Regions from separate parts of the Sus scrofa genome. Here region 1 is linked to region 2. Evidence: chromatin contacts called from public HiChIP or PLAC-seq data. All regions are on one chromosome and are shown on one strand. The core of a region is the stretch at or near the end of the contact, and the rest is flanking DNA. Distances in the headings are between cores, read along the strand shown. Region 1 holds the start of CDKAL1 (threonylcarbamoyladenosine tRNA methylthiotransferase). Region 2 holds the start of MBOAT1 (lysophospholipid acyltransferase 1).

The links. HiChIP or PLAC-seq counts read pairs in DNA pulled down with a chosen protein or histone mark.
Region 1: a contact with region 2 is called in an H3K27ac HiChIP or PLAC-seq map of alveolar macrophages. The contact joins the promoter of CDKAL1 here to the promoter of MBOAT1 in region 2. A contact is called at or near these places in 3 of 47 Hi-C or Micro-C datasets (fibroblasts, heart right ventricle and liver) and 1 of 2 datasets of contacts at active chromatin or transcription factors (alveolar macrophages).

The regions. Positions count from the first base shown.
Region 1 is chr7:15,909,333-15,912,032 of Sscrofa11.1, reverse strand. It overlaps CDKAL1 (threonylcarbamoyladenosine tRNA methylthiotransferase), which reads right to left and starts at 1,388. Exons shown (of 16, transcript XM_005665616.2): 1 at 1,294-1,388; 2 at 425-468.
Region 2 is chr7:15,642,958-15,645,970 of Sscrofa11.1, reverse strand. MBOAT1 (lysophospholipid acyltransferase 1) reads left to right here and starts at 1,639. Exons shown (of 13, transcript XM_013977464.2): 1 at 1,639-1,719. The coding sequence starts at 1,654.

The DNA of each region.
Region 1 (2,700 bases), core at 139-2,638, 270 kb before region 2:
GAACAACAATGTTGATGAAGATGTGGAACAGATCACCCAGAGGAAAAAGAACAGAATTAGAAGAGGAGAGGGGACAAGACCAAGCCTCAAGAGACTCCACATTTAACTGCCAAATAAAAGAGAACCAGCCTATAGTGAAGATCAAGAAGCAGCCACCAAAGAAGGAGGAAAACAGTGGGTCACAGAAGGAAAAGGAAGCGAGCATGTCTAAGCGGTGAACATGATCAGTGGTGCTCAATGCAGGTGATGAAAGGTTAAGTCAAATGAATGAAAATGTTCCTTGAATTTAGTGATATGGAGATCATGGCACTTCCATATAATAATGGCAGCAAAATCACTAAGAAATTAAAACTGGGCTACCTTTCTGCACATCATAATGTGTAACATGTCACTCAAACATAAGAGGTTTAAAATAAACAAGTACCTTGATTATCTCCAAATAGTCTCAAATCTTCTTAAAAGACAAGTCTGGAAAACAAAAACTGATTAGAAAAAAACAAGCTCTAAACCAGTTCACGAAACCACAGTAAGGACTCTTTAAAACTACCTAAACGGGATTAAACTCCATAAAAGCTGCTTTACAGGTAAGGTTAACGATGTTCGATCCTACTCCCAATTTCTTGCTGATTAGGACAGGTATGATAACATCTGCCGTATTTGCCATGACTGAGACCCAGCGTCTGGCCATAGTTAATAAACACTATCTAGCACAACAACACGTCTGCGTGATTTAAGAAACACTGATAATTACAAAACAGGTGTAGGGCAATGAACTAAGTATCTACATCACCTCCCAACCGAAAGACACGTGTCGTCTCGAGATTCAGAAAGAGGTTTTAACAGTGAACGAAAAGGAAAAGTGAAAAAACAAGACACCTGCTCTTCAGACCAACTTCAGTTTAAGTGCTTATTGAGATGCAACTCTAGGAAACCTAGGTCACTGCAAACTTCCCACAAACTCACTAACACAGAAAATGGGAGCCCGAAAGACGCTAGATCTGACGATGAGGAATATGGTCCCTTAAATGCCCCTTACACAGCCCCCTATAAGACCAACGACTCCGTCCTCACTTCTGGCAGCGCTACCTGCCTCTCAATTCCCCCAGCCCAGCTGGTAGGTTCCCTTTTAACTGCAAAACCAACCAGCAAACGACCCAAGAAAGACTGAAAGTGGGGAAATGAGGCTCCGCCATAAAAGGAGCTCTGGACAAACTCTGCCCCACCGGCCACCTTACCCAGTAGTCAGGAAATTACAAACTAGATCAAAGTAAAAGAATCCCACACGCTACTCGCCGGAAACTGCAGAGGCTTTAGCTGGAGCTCGCCATGACACATCCCGCCACGTTTATTTACGCATGCTCGGCGACGGTGGCCCGGAGAGATCAAACTGCATCAAGGCTGAGCGTGCGCGTTCAGGTTTAACTCAATCATCTAAAGATTACACTCGACTCCTTTGATTGCAAGAGAGAAAATACCACCTCCAAGACCCCGGATTCTTAGACTCGTTTAATAGCTAACTTCTCCTGAGCTCTTACTACGTATCGGGCACTGTGTTCAGCGCTTTACGTAAACATCATCTCCCCACTTTTTTTATTATTATTCTTATTAAGGATGGAATGGAGGAAACTGTCAGTTTAAGTACTTGCCCAGAGTGGCTCTGCCGGTAGTGACTGTCCTCTGTCCTGAACACAACTTTCCCCACTCCAAAAGAACCTGCTCGATTTATTACATTTACCAGTTTCCTCAGCCTTTGTGAAAAGAGGTCATATTAAAGAAAATGGAAAAGGATAAAGAAAGAACAGTTGGAATTAAACCTGAAAGAGATCAGTGAACACTAAGCAAGTTTGTTTTTGTTTTTTTGATGCTCAGAAGACAGCTTAGGAGGAGCAGTTTAGCAGAGAAAGACAACTTTCACAGAGTATATACAGATTTTGACCTGTATACCTTACATGTATTATCTCACCTTATTATTTTACCCAAGATACTGTATTTGACCTTGTTTACCAAGAAAACATCTCCACTTTACAAAGTGAAAACAGCAGACCATTAACAGAAAGTTGGACTATTGCCTGACTCTGGGTTTCATAGTGATTTGGCAGAATCGCCTTATTTTTTAAATGCCTTTTCTAGTATAATTACCTTGAGCTAAAATGCCACACTTTGCTCATCCAAATCCATTAAAAAAAAAAAAATCTAAACTGTGACCTAAGCTCCAATGCAGCCCTTAGCCAGCTGAATTAAAATTGCATATTGATGTCACCCCATCTCTTTTACCGGAACAAAAGTAGGCCCTGGGTCACCTTCTTGGTTATAATCCCACTGTCTAGCACAGAATTTTGCACATAATAGCCTCTCAATAGTGTATGTTGAATGAATGAATGAGTGTACCCCTTTCCCCCCAAGATCTTCAGTTCTGTCAAAGAAATTTTATTAAGCACATACCACATGACCTCAAGCACTGTGGTGGATATTATGGCTAGCAGGGGGAAAAAGACAACTTTCTACCCCTATTTCAGGCTACTGCAAGGATCTAGTTTCAGTAGAGAATAACGATAACTATGAAAGATGAATGTAGAGTGCCTGTCGTGATACAACGGAAACGAATCTGACTGGGAACCATGAGGTTGCAGGTTCAATCCCTGGCCTTGCTCAGTGGGTTAAGGATCTGGAGTTGCCGTGAGCTGTGGTGTAGGTTGCAGA
Region 2 (3,013 bases), core at 390-2,889:
CAGAAGAAAATCCACATAGGGCTAATCTTCTGTTTTTATACCTACGCCTATGTGAAGACTCATTTTTTAAAATTTTTTGGTCTTTTTGCCTTTTCTAGGGCCGCATCCGAGGCATATGGAGGTTGCCAGGCTAGGGGTCTAATCGGAGCTGTAGCTGCCAGCTTACACCAGAGCCACAGCAACACGGGATCCTAGCCGCGTCTGCGACCTACACCACAGCTCATGGCAACTCGGAATCCTTAACCCACTGAGCGAGGCCAGGGATCAAACCCGCAACCTCATGGTTCCTAGTTGGCTTCGTTAACCATTGAGCCATGACGGGAACTCTGTGAAGGCTAATTTTTGACAAAAAGACAAAAAAAAATTAATAAATAAAATAAAATAGTATTTTCAAGCTCCTTCTGCCCTCAGACACCTACCTCACTTAAGCTGTCATCTTACTCAAGATAACAGGAACATTTATTTCCTGGCTCATGCAGCAGCTCGGTCCTCTTTTGGAGTTCCCATCATGGCTCGATGGTTAATGAACCTGGCTAGTATCCATGAGGATGCGGGTTCCATTCCTGTCCTGGCTCAGTGGGTTAAGGATCCAGTGTTGCCATGAGCTGTGCTATAGGTCAAAGACATGCTCAGATCCTGTGTTGCTGTGGCTGTGGTGTAGGCCAGCAGCTGTAGCTCTGATTCGACCCCTAGCCTGGGAACCTCCATATGCCACTGGTGAGGCCCTAAAAAGACAAAAAAAAAAAAAAAAAAAAAAAAAGATAAGAGGAACATGGCTTCACTTCTGGTCATTTTCTAAAACTATGTAATATTTAATGAACCTGTCTAGCCTGATCTATCCTCAAGCATATGCCTATGTATGTGTGAGTGTGTGTGTGTGTGTGCGCGCGCACACGCATGTGGTGTGAATAAAGCAGAGATTGTCATTTGGTGATGGTGGCCTTCTGTAAAATCTCCATGAGCACAGGGAGTGGTGGTAAGGACATTTTTTTTTTGTTGTTCCTCAATAGAGGTCATGAATTGAGAAACTCTGGCCTGGCCTTTTAAAGTTCAGTGCAGCTTTTTAGCGATGAAACTCTCCCAGAAGGCCAGCGTGAGGCCTAGCCTGGGAGAGGAAGTTGTAACAAGTGGCGGAGAGGCCTTCTGTGGGATTTCAAGCTGCAGGCCACATTGATAACAGTATTGGCTCTGCCTCAAGGTTACTGTTCCCCTGTTTGGTTGGCTCCCTGGCTCCCTAACAGCTCCCCGGTAAACTGCTGATTCAAAGATTTGGGCTTGGTTACCTGGCGAAGCCTGAGGATTCCCATCAAGTCGCTTTTCTTTTTTCCCCTACTCATCCCATGCCAACACTGTTTTCCTGAAAGCCTTGTCCATCAGCGAGCATACAGCAGTTCCTGGAAATGATCAAGATTTTATGATTCTCAAAACCTATTAATCCACTGGAAAAGTTTTCCAAGTGCCAGTGATACACTTGGGTGTCTGAGGACACGGAAATGAAGGGGCGAGGTGCCGCTTTTTAGAACCGGTGCAGGCAAAAAAACTGATCAGAATGCGTTTAATGTAACAGTAGCCCTGTTTCCTACAGGGGTAAAGGAGTTCTTAATCCAGAGGGCGGGTCAGACATTCAGGGTCAGAAGCCGGTAGTCCTGGTGTATGCGCTTGTGTGACACAGACCATGGCAGATCAGGGTGTAGGAAACTACGCCTTGACCACAGGAATGTAAGGAGAGAGGGGGCTGGGTGCTGCGGGTGGGGGTGGGGTTGGGGGGGGCGGCTGGGCGTACCGGGGTCTCCTTGGGCTCCCAGCCACCGGCAGATTAACCTTCTGCCCCGAGGATTGCGAGGGAGAAAGCTTGCAAGGAAAGCGAAGGAAAATTTTAGCCCGCGCGGGGACCGGAGGGCGGGGTTGGCGAGCGTGCAGTGAAACCAAAACAGGGTGGGGCCAGGGTGCTCCCTAGGGCTCGGCGCCGGCCAGGGGAACCCGGGGGGAAGTCATTTTGTGGGGCAGGGAGGACGGCGAGCTCGGGAGAAGGAAGAGGAGAGGCTCCTCCCGCCCCCGGGGCTGCGCGCGACCAGGCGCAGAGCTAAGCGGCGGCGCCCGTGGCGTCGCTTTCCTCCTCGGGTCGGCCGGGGCAGGGAGGGCAGGGTGGCGCTTGGGGGCCGGGCTCCGAGTCCCCACTTTTCCTCCCTCCCTCCCTCCTCCCGGGCCGTCCCGGGCGTCCCGGCCAATGAGCGGCGAGAGGAGGGGAGCGGGAAGCGGAGCGCGCTCGGTCGCGGCCCTCCTACCGCGCCCGTGGCCGCAGCGCCAACGCCAAGTTTGCGCCCCAAGAGCTTGCGCTTGATCGCGTTCCCGGTTCGCTGCTGGGTCACCGCGAGCTAGGCGGCCGCGCGCCCCCTCGGGACAGCCACCCACGCGCACTTGGGCGAGAGGACGCGCAGCAGGGTGGCGTGGGGCCGGGGTAGCAGTCTCCTGAAGATGCAGGATGGCAGCAGAGCCGCCGTCCAGCCTGTCCTACCGCACCACCGGCTCCACCTGTCTGCACCCGCTCAGCGAGCTCCTGGGCATCCCGCTGGACCAGGTAACTGCGGGCGGCCGGGCCTCGGCTGGGGCGTGATCGCAGGAAGCCACCTTGAGCCGGGGTGGGCATGCAGCCTGGCGGGGAGCATGATCTACCTCCATCCCCGCCCCCATAGCAGTTTTCACTGCTCCCAAACTAGACAGGTGGATTTTTTGCTTTTCGGAGTTGATGTTTTTCTGCTGTCACTATGGGGGGGAAAAAAGGTATATCCTGCACAGCAGTTTCGAATAAACTTTTTTATTTGTTTGAAGTTTTGGGTTTGGGTTGCCTCGTTTCCTGGAACCAAGTTCTAAAGCATTCTGATAAATGAATCAAGTGTATCTTTCATCGGTATAGTCAAGCCTTCATTATTTTTAATGTAGATGATCCTACTTAGAAACTAAGCCTGATTCTTCTGTAAGTAATAGCCCATAGCTTCTGAATGAGAGTCTTGGG